Regions from separate parts of the Siniperca chuatsi genome. Here region 2 is linked to region 1. A link is a contact called in public Hi-C data. All regions are on one chromosome and are shown on one strand. The core of a region is the stretch at or near the end of the contact, and the rest is flanking DNA. Distances in the headings are between cores, read along the strand shown.

Region 1 (7,250 bases), core at 3,043-5,542:
CCTTTTGATTTATGAATGCATAATAACTGAGGACGATGTCTGTGACTGTGAGCAAGAGTGTGTGTGTGTGTGTGTGTGTGTGTGTGTGTGTGTGTGTGTGTGTGTGAGAATTTGTGTCTACAAAACCCTGACTTTTAATCTAACATGTTGCTTGTGCCTAGATGAGAGAAAATCACATTTTGCGATAATTGAGCGTGTTAAGAGGGAAAGATCAGACTCCTGGTGTGAAGGAGCGTGAGTTGCATCATTGGGTCCATGTTTTACAGCAGCGTCTCATCTTGCCTTATCTCACTTCCATTCATATCAAAGGACCAAATGCATAAGAATTTCTCCACTTGACATTGTCTTTCCGTATCCAGTAAAAAATCCACAGGTCAACATCTGCTCTTCCCAGTATGCACAGACAGGAAGAGGCATTTTTTTTTCTGTGATTGTTGCTTAATAGTATTTTTTCTTTTTTTGGCAGCTTTGTGTGGAAATTGCAAGTTCATCTCTAATTTGCATAACTGTGGAGAATGGCAATGTTATTCACAACATTTCTGATTATCTTTTGAAGTTCCTTGACTGTTACAGTGGAATTTCTTTGATATTTTCTTCCAGTTATAAGGATTTTATGCAATAAATGACAGCAAAACAAAATTCCTCCAGTATAGCAACTGGTATGGTTGCCATGGTTCAATAACCAGTCCATTTTATCCTCTATTCCTGTAGCTCCAGTTGTTTTACTGTCTTGCAACTCAATTCCATCTCCCTGAAGGAATATTATATGGTAAACATTTGTCTACTCCATTTTGTCATCTCAGTTGTTGCCAAAAGACTGGAGGTATTGCCTGTATCGAAGGCTGTCACAGAAAAACACCCACACCTGTTACATTATTTGCCTAGATGCTACTGTTTTCACTTCACTGCTGTTGAGTAAAGTAACTGAAGTGCACACAAGAGGCTTCACAATACATACAATCCTGCACTCATGACTCCAAACTAAACAAGAGTCTGATATTTCTGATCATACTGTCGAATTCTGAGCTCATCCACAAACATTTCTGTCAGTGTCAATTTGCTTTGTATTCACCTTTGTGTTCCAGCATCCAAAATCAACTCTGCACTGTAGAATAGGCAATGGCAACAAACAAACAGTGATCCCAAAAGAAGTTTTGCCAGCAGATCTGTGCTCTCAGATGTACGTTGCTGTTTATGTCACTTCATGAAAGTCTTGGCAGATTTGATCGAATGCAAGACTATTTTAATCAGGCACTATACGGGGAAGCCCCTGAGTACATTTATGAATTGTTGTGCCCATATACAGAAGTAAATTAAAGTTTCCCTGTTCAGTGTCTAACTAGATGTTTCCAGAGATCCTAGAGGTCGTACATTTGCTGTCTTTTCCCTGCAAGAAATCTTGGCGTTTTGTTCGATAGTAATTGAGGTTTTGAGCAGCATACCACAAAGCTTGTTCAATTCTGTTTTCATCATCTTAGAAATAGTTCCAAAAATTTGATCTTTTTAAAGTTTTAAAGACGCAGAGACTATTTTACATGCTTTTATCTCCTCATGCTTTGATTATGGCAGCAGCCATAAATCTTAACGTCAGCTGCCTGGCTTTTCAGCAGAACCAAGAACCATGACCACATCAAATCAGACCACCTTAAATCTCTTCTTAAAACTTACTTTTATCAGGGAGCTTATCTGGATTTTACATGAGTTTTTTTTATTTGACCCAAATAGTCTTTGTATTTATTTTTCTTGCATTACTGGAATTGTTTTTTTAAAATCTGTTTTAGCTGCCTTGTGTGGAGCACTTTGAAACTTGAGTTTGGAAAACTGCTGTATAAATTTTGGACCTCTCTCTATTAGATCATCTCAAATGGCTTTTTTTAACTTGTCAAGATTCCTTCAATCTCTTTTCTTTGATGTTATTTCTGTTTTTGTTCAATTTTATTTGTGTTACTGCTTTTTATTGTGAAGCACTAGTTTTGAAAAAGTGCTCTATAAATAAATCTCTACTCACTTATTCAGAATCAAACATGTTTGATATAATCTTGATAGTCGTAAATGAGACCAGCAAGTAAGACCGAGACATCTGTTTGTGTTAACTGTTGGCTCCATCCTTAAATCTGCTGATGCACCGCAGAGTTGGCATGATCTGAAAGTTAGGCTGGAGGCCAAATCATCCCCTGAAACTTCTCTATTAAGATTCCTGCATTTGCTGAATCAAACAGATGGACTTCTGATACCTGATTACCATCTTCTGGCTAAAGTTTGCCACTGCTTGTGAAAATAGGGAAGACCACTGAACCTGCCATTATATGTATGGTTAAGTAATTATTTATTTATTCATTCATTAAAGCTGAAAAGACTGAAAATATCAAAACACTTCAGCTGTACACATTGCAAATAAAGCTTTAATCCTTCTATTGACATAATTAATGTTTGTGTTCTGTTCAAAGATGCCACTGAAGAGGCTTCAAAAAACTGAAGCTAATATCTAAACCAGCTCAGCTGCCCCTCTTAAGCTGTTGGAGTAGTCTCACATTTTCACAGTCTCCAACAGACTTTGCATGTCATTACACAGAGAGCGCTATGTTACACAGTCAGATCCGCAAAAAACTGTCTTTTATTCCACCACCATACATGAAGGAGACTAAGCAAAGCCACCAGGAGCTGTCTCGCCCCCCGCGGAAAGGCACAGGAGAGAAAAACACTTCACCTACTGCCGCTGTCTGCCAACAGGGCTCAGCTTCCAACACCTGCAGACACACACTGGCAAATGGCACTGGACGCACCAGACAAACACAGATCTGCTTTTGGTTTCAAGGGCTCTTATTTCTCAGCTCTCAACGCTATGGCTGACTGTAAAGACAGAACATACAGCTTGTTAGCGTCATGTAAATTCGGAACTGAAGTACCGTGTTGATAGTGTCACTCCCTCTGAGAGGCCCAAAGTTTCTGGTGAGACTGTGGCTGTCCAAACCTGCAGACAAGCAAGCGAGAAACAGATGAATACACACACACACACACACACACACACACTATATACTGTGTCTGTGGAGCAAGGCAATGTGCTTTTACCGTTGTGGACATGTTAACATAATATTGGCAAATATAATGTAATGACAATGTAATCAGTGCTGACTTTAGCCTAGATGGGCCAAAAAGTGGGTTTAAAAAAAAAAAAAAAAGATGATATTAAGCATAACAGCAATTGGAGTTGGGGTGAGCTTCAGTAATACCCAATCACGTCCTGTCATCCTCTTTAACCCTTTAAAAGCAGCAGAAAGTTTAATGAGCAGAGAGAAGATGTTTAAAATGCCCAAAAAGATTCTTATACAATACAGCAACCCAAATTAATCAGCTGGCTTTGGTCCTCTGATTCTTATTTCAGATGATGTCTTGGTTTTTGAAACTGAGGACTGCTGGTGTCCGGCACCCAAAATATTGATACACCCATACAGAGCAGAGAATATCATTTTTCAAAACGCCAACAAGTATGTTGTATGTTGTTGTATGTCACTGAAGTGCATATGACATTGAATTATTTCATCAGGTTAAGAGATGTTGCAGTGTGGTGAGAAAAGCTGTACAGTGCTGCACCCTGCTGGCTTTACATGCTGTGTTACTGAAACATGATGCCACTTTTAGGCTGTGACGCACAGCTGGAAGAATCTATAGTGATAAAGCACTGCTCTAATTAGCAGCAGCCTGGAGCTCAAAAGGAACCGGACTGAACCAACTGGGGAAATCTTGGTCGGATCTGGCAGGCAATAGACAAAATAGTTTCTCCAGCCTATAAAACGATGATGTGAATGTGTTGCTGAGTAAATGTACAGTATAGTATGCTATGCCACTTTTTCTGGGATAAATAAAGATAGCTTAAGATAGATTAACATAGATGAATACTTTATTGATCCCCGAGGGGAAACTCTTTTGCTACAGCAGCTCACTATCACGTCAGTGCACACAGGAATAGAAGTACTAAGCAAAAAATATAATACACTATAATACAGGTAGAAAAAGTAAGACGACGAGACGGAGCTACGGCAACTGGCAGCATGCACGTTGGCGCATGCGCACTAATGTAGGCTATATATTATGCTGAAAAATATAATTTAATATATGTAATGATTAAAATCATATTTTGTACTTTACAATGCATAGCAACACACATTTTTCTTCGTATATCATAGTTTTATTCAGTTTCTTTTTTTTTAAGTCTCAGAGCCGCTTGACGTGGGCGGGACGTCAGATGTGTCACTCTACTCCAGCGACCAATGATCGTTTGAAGCGTCCTCCATGTCACGAAGTGAGGAAACAGTCACTTTCTTTAGCTTTCGCTTTCTGTTGACTGTAAACGGTGAGTATCATTTTTACGAAGGTAGAGTGAAAATATGATCTAGGATATTTTGTTTTGGTTAAATTGACGGCTGACTTAAGCAACGGTGGACACTTTACACCAAATTATTTCAGTCAATCATCTATCGTGTGAATCGACCAGTTCAAAGGTTTGTCTTTATCTTTCTCTTTCCTCCCACCGCATTCTCTCTTGTATATTTATATACACGATATACACTGAAATCCATGTGATAAATCTGCCTTTTTCTGTTTTTATGTCTTCTTTTTCTACAGGTAAAGTCATGTCAGTTTTACTGAAGGAAATAAGGAGCACCGACCCAGAAGCAGCCCGTGTGTTGAAAGGTAAGTGACTATTTTTTAGAGAGGGTGATTGGTCTAACAAATAAACCATGAACATAGTTACAGTATGTGGGTGCAGTTTTATGAGCACAGTTAAGCTTTCCGTCCTCAGAGATACCTGGTGCACATTGGTGCTGGAAACAAAAAAACAACTAGAAAATTAAATGTGGTAAACTGAATATAAATCTGTTATCATTAACCACAATTAGAGGCAGACTTGCACACTGACTCGGATATCCAGTCACTGACTCGAGAAGACCTGCATGAGCTGTTTCCTGGACCTAAGAAACTTAAAATGAGAAGGACCATCTTTGAAATAATTCACAAGCAGGTGAGCTAACAAGTTGAAATGTGTAGGACTGATAAAAGAGATTTGAAAAGAGGTAAATAACTTGGATAGAAACTGGTTACTAGGAATTGTACAATGTACAAGTCAAATGCTCCATTGGGATTTTTCTGTAATATAATATTTTCAGAAGCCAATTGATGTGCTGATAAGAGATCTGAAAGGTTTCATCCCACATGAATCTTTCAGGGGTATGTACTGTACAGCCTTGCCAGCAGTTGCTTTCATTTTCACATGTTACTGCTATTTATTATTTGTGTTTATTGGACCATGTTGGTGGAGGGAACATATGTAACTGTGTGTTATATAGTCATCCAAATTCCAACACGTGCAACCTGATTCTCTCCCTCCAGCTGCTCTAACTAACAGTGGGGTCTTGGTTGATTACCTCCGTATCCTGAAGGACATGAAGACCCAGATGAATTGTGTCCAGAGTTTCCTTGATGCTCATATTGGTCTTCTGGAAGAATTCAGCCAAAATCAGCCAGCTCAGGAATCTGACAAAGGTTATAATGCAGTTTTTGTTTTTGTTTTATTCTAATATCATTATATCTTAAGTGTATAAGAAACCTCATCATTATCATGGAGAAACTGAAACTCAAACAATTTTACAGTCAGTTGTATTTAATCTGATAAATCAAAGCTGATTAAAAGCTTTGACGGAAGGGATTTAGGTGATGTTTTATCCTTTCATTAGAGTACAGTGAGTGCACAGGTTGGCTTTCACTCATGCTGTTGATAGACACACAGTAAAATGCAGAGATCAAATATAAGCATGGAGGTTCATTCTTGACTGGAAGCAAATATCTGTAATAAAATATTCCAAATTCAGGGTTCACTCACTAGCTTCTTTTCCAGAGCATTTGACTGTATCCCACTGCCTTATTCAACGAATGTAACTTGCTCAGGTGTCATCTCAAAATCCACTGCTGTGAGAACATCTAGCACTTACCACAAACATTCACCACCTACGACCACCTGTGCTTTGCTGAAGAAGGCTGTTGGATACAGTCAAAAGCCCTGGAAAAAGCTAGTCAGTGAATCTTGAGTTTAGAATGTGTCATCACAGATTGTGGCCTTCTGGTTGCAGGGTAAACATCTGTCCACCCTGCACCAATTTAGTCTGTTCCTTCTATATTCACAAATAGGTGTTAAGCTAATCAATTTTATTTCATTATTTTATTTGGAGTCAGTAATTTCATTATGCCATTGTACCTAACAGGCTCTTTGTCAGGTACAAGTACCTCAGACAACTGTCGTCCAGGGGAGCCCTACAATTTCCAAACTGGTGGCCATCCACACGGATCTCAAAGTAAATCTAACTTTTTTCCTCCTCACACTTTCATGACATGTTTAATGAGTAGTATTCGCTTAGAGTTATTAGAGTCTTAGAGTCACTAAGTGCATTTATGCTTTTTAATGTGACACAGACACAGATACCTCAGACGCCAGTGGTCCAAAGGTGCCCTATTCTACTGGCCCAACTGGTGGCCATCAAAGTAAATCTAACTTTCTTCCTCTTCATACTTTCATTACACATAATATTATCTCATGTTAATGTTTGTTAATGTCTACAACAGCAGCCCCATTAATGCGCTTCATTTGGTTGAGTACTGTAATTGTCTGACTGAATCTGGTGTCACATATACTGTATGTAATTTGTAGTATTGACTTTTCGATTCTGTTTTAACTCAAAATAAAGCTCTCTATTGCACTATTAAAGCTGAAAATATTTTGAGCTTCAAATGTTTAGTGACCATGTCTGTCAGGCCATTTATCAACAAATTTAAAAACACTTTATCCTACTATTTACTATATCCTTGAATCCAGTAGAGTGAATCATAGACAAAGCCCATAGTGGGGTTAAAGTGTGTGTTGGGGAATCATATCTGACTTTGGACCTTTGCACAACAGCTGCTTGAAGTCAAATTCCAGATTTCTTTTCGTAAACATAAATTAATCTACACTCTGATTGATAAAAAGGTTAAAAGTATGCCATTGACGGTGAATGTCTTTCTCATTAGGAGGTTTCTCCACCGTGTTGTCTACACAGGACCTTTGGGAAGGTGAGTGTTGATAATTAGACAGTTAAAAGTTAGGTTGTGTTAGCTTTGCAGGCTGTCAGTACAGTATCCTAAGAAGAAGGGTTAACTAATAACCTTCCTTATAGCAATATTGTACTCAGTCTATTTCAGTGTGATGATAGTGGGTCTTA
Region 2 (7,250 bases), core at 1,248-3,747, 140 kb before region 1:
ACATAATGCTTACTGTACCTACTGAGAGTTAACACCAAGCATGAGTGCTAAAATAAGTTTGCAGTACATTAACGGGAAAAAATATCCACCTACACAGGACAGTTTACACGACCCTTATCTCATTCTCAGCATGCTTATCAGAGAGTGTGCGTGTCTCTGTGTTTGTAGGATTATTCATGACTTGTTATCAAAGCAAGATAATTGCAGATAAAAGGAGGAGTCTGGATGACTGATAAAAACTGGTTTATCTAAAAAGAGTAAAGCAGATTATAGTAACAGTAACAAGGACCTAAGCTCGTAACTTCTCCCCAACTCGTAAAATGTGGGAAACAGGGGCAGCATACAGGTTTATCAAAACTGGGATGATGATCAGAATATTGCTGACTGGCACCAGTTCATGAACAAGGCACTTGAAGACAAAAAAAAATAAAATTCATCCTGAAGCACTTTAGCTCTATTAGGGAGCAGCGATTGGCTGTCTGCCTTTTATTGCTGAGTCCATTTTTCCATGAAAGCTACGCTGAACTAACGGAAGTCAACCTTTCATCCATCTGTTATTAATTTCCTTGACTTTTGATGTAAATTGTCGCTAAAATCAATGAACAGGAGCTCTCACTTAACTCTTTATTTTGCACCAACTTTCAAAAATCATGCAGGGGGAAATAGCCCAGTAAACTAATTAGACCAGAATGCATTGTAGCCACAAGATATGTTGTGTCGCTATTGTGACCTATTTTGGCTGACTTAAAAAATGTCTTACGCTCAGGCATAAGGACACAGTTGTGCTTTGTTGGATTGTGACTGGACTAATAATGCACAACAGAATACAAGTAGTGTATCTGAGGGGGAAATCTTCCTTAAAAAGGTGAGCCTGAGAGAAGGACATTCTGCTGAATAAACCCGACAGCGCACAAAGTAAGCTATTGTGAAAACCATTCCTGTCCCCAAATATTCGCGCAGAATGTGTCAGTGACCCAGATTCTCAGGAAAACAGTTGTTATCACAAGATGAGCAGACCTTCAGATGTTGGCCTGTGACATTTTAATAATCATTTTGTCCTTATTAGAACCCATTTAGACCCTTAATCGATCACTCAGGATCAGATTGTTCAATGCCAGCTCCTGGTGAGGGCCCAGGGTATTATTGTTCAACAGTTCCCAGAATTTCTAGTCATGCCCCTGCCCTGGGGTAGATAAGATGCCAAACATAACACATTTTGTGTGTGTGTGTGTGTGTGTGTGTGCCTGGTTCTGAGGCAGGCTCAACAACAGCCCTGTGACACCCTTCTGCACTATACAACCCCCCGCCCTCCCCTCCTCCTACCAACCTGGGAGCTGACGTAGAGTTTCAGACACTCATCACACACGGCCCTCCTGCAGCAGGGCAGGGGTGCGATGGATTTCCCTTCCAGGCACACCCGGCAACTCTGCATCGTAGTCTCTGCACCGGCCTGTTCCATGGACAGTCGGTGGGCCATATCCCCGAAAGGATCCACCAGATCGTCCAATATGTACAGTGCCGGTTCGGGACTCGAGTCCGCTTCCTGTCCTGTCTCCAAGTCCATTTCTGGTGCGTCAGAGGTGACCGTTTCATCGTCTGTGATTTCAACATCTTTTCGATGACTGTCGTTAGCGATGCAGTACACAGTGCAGTAGACGTGTTCTTTAGTATTAACAGGCTCATCTAGAGTGACTGTGTTGCTGTCGCTGTCACATTTATGATGGCACTGACCTGTAACGGTTACAAATCCAACTCCTGGTACATCCGAAGTCGTCAAGTCGCTCAAGGTTGGCTCGTTTTCAGTCACTGCTTCGCCCGTTTCACGGTCCGACTTTTTACAGTCGCCACACTCACTTCCATAACCGTTTGTAACGTCGTTATTAACGTTTCCTTCGTGGTTTTCGTGCTCGGCGCCGCACTGCATCCGACTGTTTGTGTTTAAACGGAGAGAGGGAGATTTTGAAACCCCGAAATTCCTCCTCAGAATCTCGACGGCGCTCGCCCTCCTCCTCTCTCCTCCTCCTCCTCCGCCGTTGCAGTTGTTGTTGTTGTTGCCCTTCGCATCCTTCTCCTCCTCGCTGCTCCTCTCCTCCGACTCCCTCTCACCTCCGTCCAGGGATAACCGTGAGTTTGATCTGGTGATGCGACTGCTCAAATCTCTGACCGACCGCTCAACTTTGCTGTCCGTGAAGGAAGTTTCTGTCGGCAGGTTGCGGGACAATTTCACCCTCCCCTCCTCGAAACTGCTGATAAAACTCGGCATTTTACATGCGTCAGCTATCGGTCCGTCATCTTCCATCCCCGATATGGCTCTCCCCATTTAGTGAGCGGATCTCTCCCGCACGGACCTCTGCCTGTCTGCCTCTTATCCAACTCCTGCAACCAAAACAAAACAAAGCAGGCAGCTCGGGGCTTCCGGGTCTCGTCGTCAGCATGGAGGAGAGCGGCGATAGGCCGATGGGAAGCCTAGTGGTGGAGTGCAGCCTTGGCAGATTGGCACAAGCATGCAGGGATTAGGCAAATATCACAGTGGATGTGAAGCAAAGGTGGCCACGGCTGCTTTTTGCACCGGGTCCCCAGAGCTCCAGGGCCCCCACATGCTCCAGCTTTACTGGGTGTCAATTGGTTTGAGTTTAATTGAACATCTGTTTGCCAATATCCACTGAAATTATAAAGTGGACCCTGCTTTATCACCCAATCTTAAGGTCATTGTCTTGAGAAGAGCCCCTGTGTCAAAATCTAATTGACAAGACCTGAATTGTTTCAGTTTTGTGTAAATGTGTTGCATATCCCTACACGAATGTGTTAATCAAATCCCAAAGTATAACAGCATAGAAAATCTGTGCACACTGCACTGAGAGTGTGAGGAACAGGGATTAACAGGGGCCACCAGCTCATTTTTGCCCCGGGGCAAAGTTGCTGCAGTGGTTCCTAGAAACAACCGTATCATATGTAAAATACATAATATGTGTTATTAATGCATCACATCATCTGTTATCATGGATTAGATGTGTCCAAGGCTGCACAGTACAGTAGTAGCCTATTGTCTGCAGTTTGGAGCTCACTAGCTGTTCTACCACTTAACAGCAGCTTTATGAGTTATTTTAATTATGAACCGAGCCATGACATCGCTATGACAACTGAGCAAACTCTGCCTGCTGATGAAGACGTGAGATGTGGTTGAAAGTGGACCTTGAGTTAGGATTGTTTTGTCAAACTACTATTTTCAAGGTTGAGAGTGAATCTTCAATTTTATAAAAGCCCCAAACCGCAGTTATAACACTCATCCTCAAGTGTAAAGAGTGCTTCTTTGCCTGGAGATGGCGCACGTCTCATATGAGATTCTTAACTATTGCTGCTGTTGCTTGTCTTGCCAATAGACCTTTTTCACGGGAGACATTTTGAATTGTCATAGCAGGAAAAGCAGAGGTGAAACACAGTTTGGTAATGATGGCTCAGTTCCGTCAAGTGACCAGTAAGCGACGACAATGAGCCAGCATGCACAATACCAGGATCCTGGGACTGGCTCACCTAAATGGAATGCAGTCATTTTTTTAACGTTATCAGTTCCGCCTGTGCTTTTCCTGCCATGACAAGCCAAGATGTCTGCTGTGAAAAAGATTTTGCGCAAGTTGGACTTGAACTGCTGTTTCATAACTGCAGCTCTGGTGTTGAATGATACAGTCGCAGGGCCTGGTTATTGGTGCTTCACATCAACAAAACCATCCTTGTTAATTATATACTGTTTATGGTGGTATACTTCAGAGGGGCAAAACCTTTCAGCCAGAGGTTTGCCAGATGAAGTCCATGTGTGCACATCTGCAAGTAACTGGATCTGTCAGTCTGGATCCGTCAGGAAAAAAATGTAATTGAAGAAATCTCATTATTATTCTCTCCACTATATCATTACTGGTGGTAGTAGTAATGTAGTAACAGCAGACTAGTTCCAGGCTAAATATAGTTTTTGAAAGGTAGTTTTTGTAGAGCTATTACTTTTCATTGCATCACACACACGATTCTCAACTTCATAAAATCCCCCTTTAGCCAGAATTCATTTCATTTCGACAGGGAAAGTGACATTTGAACACATAAGAATGAAAGTAATTTAGACAGACCCATTTTTAGTTCAGCGCTGTTGGCACAACTTTCAAATAAACCTAACTGGGGCGCCTGTAAAATGGGTTGTTAGCTCTGTTACAATTCCTCATTAATGCCATAGGGCGCAAGCCACACGGTAATTAGTTTGCTTGTCCTGGCTGTGCCCAATTGGTTTTAGTGGAGAATGCCAACAATGTTAAAAAAGCATTTACAAGTGCGAGTCTCAGCTTATTACATAAAGCCAGCCAACCCGCTCTGCAGGCTACAAACAGATATTTAAAGTACTTCCAACAATGAGCTTTTACTCCATCTTAAACTCAGCCTAATGCATCTACATAAAGAGGGATTTTTTTTCTCACTCAAGAAGTGTTTAGTCTTAATTGGGTAGATGTTTCATGTTTTACTTTAGCACCATTATTCTCAGGGATTTAAACATTGAATTTACCTTTGAGTGCTAGATGAGGATGTAAGAATACCACCCACTCTACTCCTCTTACTGGTATATTTCCTCAGCAAAGGAACAATAGTGCTTCCTGGCAATGGCTCTGTGTGTGTGTGCGTGCAACTTAAGGAGACACGGATGTACTGAACTGAAGGAGAAAGCTATCAGGGTTTTAAATGTTGCCCTTAGCTGCCTTTTAGGATCCTGTTTCAACAGGTTTAGCTTAAGAGCTATAACTCTGTGAATGTGAATACTTTGTCATTCACACGCATAATGAAGCAAATGTAAATAATTTGAAGTCATAGAAAGTACAAAAAATGTCTGAAAGGTGGCAGAGAACAGAGGACACAGTACAGACTTTCCTTCTCCACAGTCTACTTTATTCCCAACTGTGTAGTTTATATACAGTCAGTCACCTGTGGGAAAACCATCATAAAAAGAGAAGGAGTTAAACCAACATAGATGGTTCTAGTCAGTGGTGAACATTAACAAATCAACCCAGAGCCACAGAGACAGTTTGGATATTACTGTTTTCACTGGCAGTCAGCAGCATGTTCCTGCACTGATGTAGTGACACTGTGAACAGTTGCTTAATGTATTACGATTATGTGTTATTGCAGTCTCTAAATGCTCCTCTAACATAATTGTCTCTTCTGCGGCAGCAGGAATAACGTTATTAGAAGAGTATTAGAAGATTTGTAGGAACTTAAGACATTTTGTTTATTTTCTAAGATAAGCAGTTGTCTACTACTTATATAAGAAAGCTGAGCTTAGCTGTGGAGTACCTCAGGGTTCTGTTCTGGATCCTACACTTTTCTCTTGTGTGATGTTTCTGCTTGATCATGTACTGTAATTATTGACATGCAGTTTTTGCCCTTTAAAGCTATGTTTCCTTTTTAGAGTAATTGTGCAAGCACAAATGACAATACTTAAAGACCCTTCTTTAATAAGTGATGGGATCCTACGTGAATGCAAAATTTTCTGTCAGTTAGAACAGTTTTGGTTATTTTTATTACTGGGTTAAAGTGTATGTGGCTCAGATGGCAGGAGGTGATATCACATACTTCTGTGCACCAATCAGGATTTAGCAACATTTGAATCAAAACGCGATAGAGAGGTGAAGTCCCTCACCTTCCGGTGTCCCCCATGGGACCTTATTTCAAAAGTACCTAGCTGCAGACACAAAATGGCAGATCTCCGCAAGAGCATCTCTGCAGTTGGCAGTAAATCACGTGATCTCAGCAGCGGAAGTTGGTCTTCATGTAGTTTTTGGGTGGCAGGCCTTACTGTAAAACACAACATTATAACTTTATTCACAGGTTTTGGTTAAAGCAGCAATATTGGGCACTTAATTTGATGAATTTACTGTTTATCAGACCACAAGAATTAGGTTGGAAAAACGATAGACGCTGAAGCAGAGTGTTTCTTGGGGGTGGGCCTCACTGATTACTGTACAAAAACACAAAAACTTTATTCAGTGATTTTGGTGAAACTGGATCATATTTTATGGGGAAAGATTTTGGACAGATACCGTTACCATAGCTTAATTAGCCATGCAGCTAACGTAGCCGTCCTATTAGCAGGCAGAGCAGCCGGGGGACGGATGGAAAACCGGAAAATATTTGCTCCATAAAATATGATAACATTTTATCAAAATCAGTTAATAAAGTTGTTGTGTTTTTTCTTTTTCCATTTTCTGCCACAAGTGCACTACGCACGCACATGCACAATGTAGATGTTCATGCAAAAAACGACACAAAGACTTCCACTGCTGAGGATGGAGGTGCCTCTTGGAGTAGGTTATCTCTGCAGAGACTATGAATGGGAGGGGTAACTGTCAATCATTTTTAAATTTTGCCAATCAGAGGCTTACAATCCACTGTCACTCAAAAAACTAATTTTACCACCTGAACCAGTTGTTAATCACTTTTTAATTCGGCTAATCGTAGTTCTCATAGGGAGAAGGGTGAGGTTCAACACGAAGTGTTTAGATCCTAAGTTTTCATCTCTAGTCAAAGGATCAAAAGACAGCAATGTATTTAATGACCATTTTAAAGTGGAAGTAGACAACTTTTGATCATAACAGAATATAGTAACTTTCATCACTGCTCATTTTAGAAATTACACGTCGCAAGTTTTGTTGGAAAGCTAGACGCTGGTGACTAATGAGCTACCACAGGCTGTATGCAGTAAACTGCAGGCTAATGTTAACTAACTCGCTAACCTCTATGGGAAATTACAGTAGTAAGCTAACAGGCTAGAAAAGCAGTGGAAACCTGAAGGCTTGCTAGCTAATGCAGAAGCCAGAAACAAACATCTGTGATCCAGTGTCCATTTGATAATTTAATCAAAGAACACGTTTTATTGCGCTGGCCTTTCTAAAATGAGCAGTGGTAAAAGTTACTATATTCTGTTATAATCATGGAGTTGATAAGCAGACAGCGTTAGCTAGCACAAGCTAGTTGGAAAGTTGTCAGTACAAAACAAATAATGGATGGAGAGTGAGTTGTCAGTGTGCCACCCTTATAATACTGTGAAGTGATTCATTGAATTAAAAAGTAATTGACAACTGGTTCAGGCAGCATATTGGTGAAATTAGTTTTTGAGTGGCAGTGGATTGTAAGCCTCTGATTGGCCAAATTAAAAAATGATTGACAGTTACCACACCCTCTCAAAGTCTCCGGTCTGCAGAGATACCCTACTCCAGTCA

Evidence for each region. Hi-C and Micro-C count contacts between places; a contact is called where the count stands out from the background.
Region 2: a contact with region 1 is called in a Hi-C map of skeletal muscle, with 4 times the contacts expected there. The contact joins the promoter of rnf217 here to the promoter of LOC122862851 in region 1. A contact is called at or near these places in 2 of 3 Hi-C or Micro-C datasets (skeletal muscle and an unstated tissue).

The regions. Positions count from the first base shown.
Region 1 is chrLG16:12,322,408-12,329,657 of ASM2008510v1, reverse strand. It overlaps LOC122862851, which reads left to right and starts at 4,292. Exons shown (of 10, transcript XM_044168652.1): 1 at 4,292-4,499; 2 at 4,624-4,692; 3 at 4,899-5,020; 4 at 5,166-5,226; 5 at 5,389-5,541; 6 at 6,258-6,347; 7 at 6,466-6,534; 8 at 7,060-7,101. The coding sequence starts at 4,632.
Region 2 is chrLG16:12,461,552-12,468,801 of ASM2008510v1, reverse strand. rnf217 (probable E3 ubiquitin-protein ligase RNF217) reads right to left here and starts at 2,497. Exons shown (of 7, transcript XM_044169518.1): 1 at 1,328-2,497. The coding sequence starts at 2,320.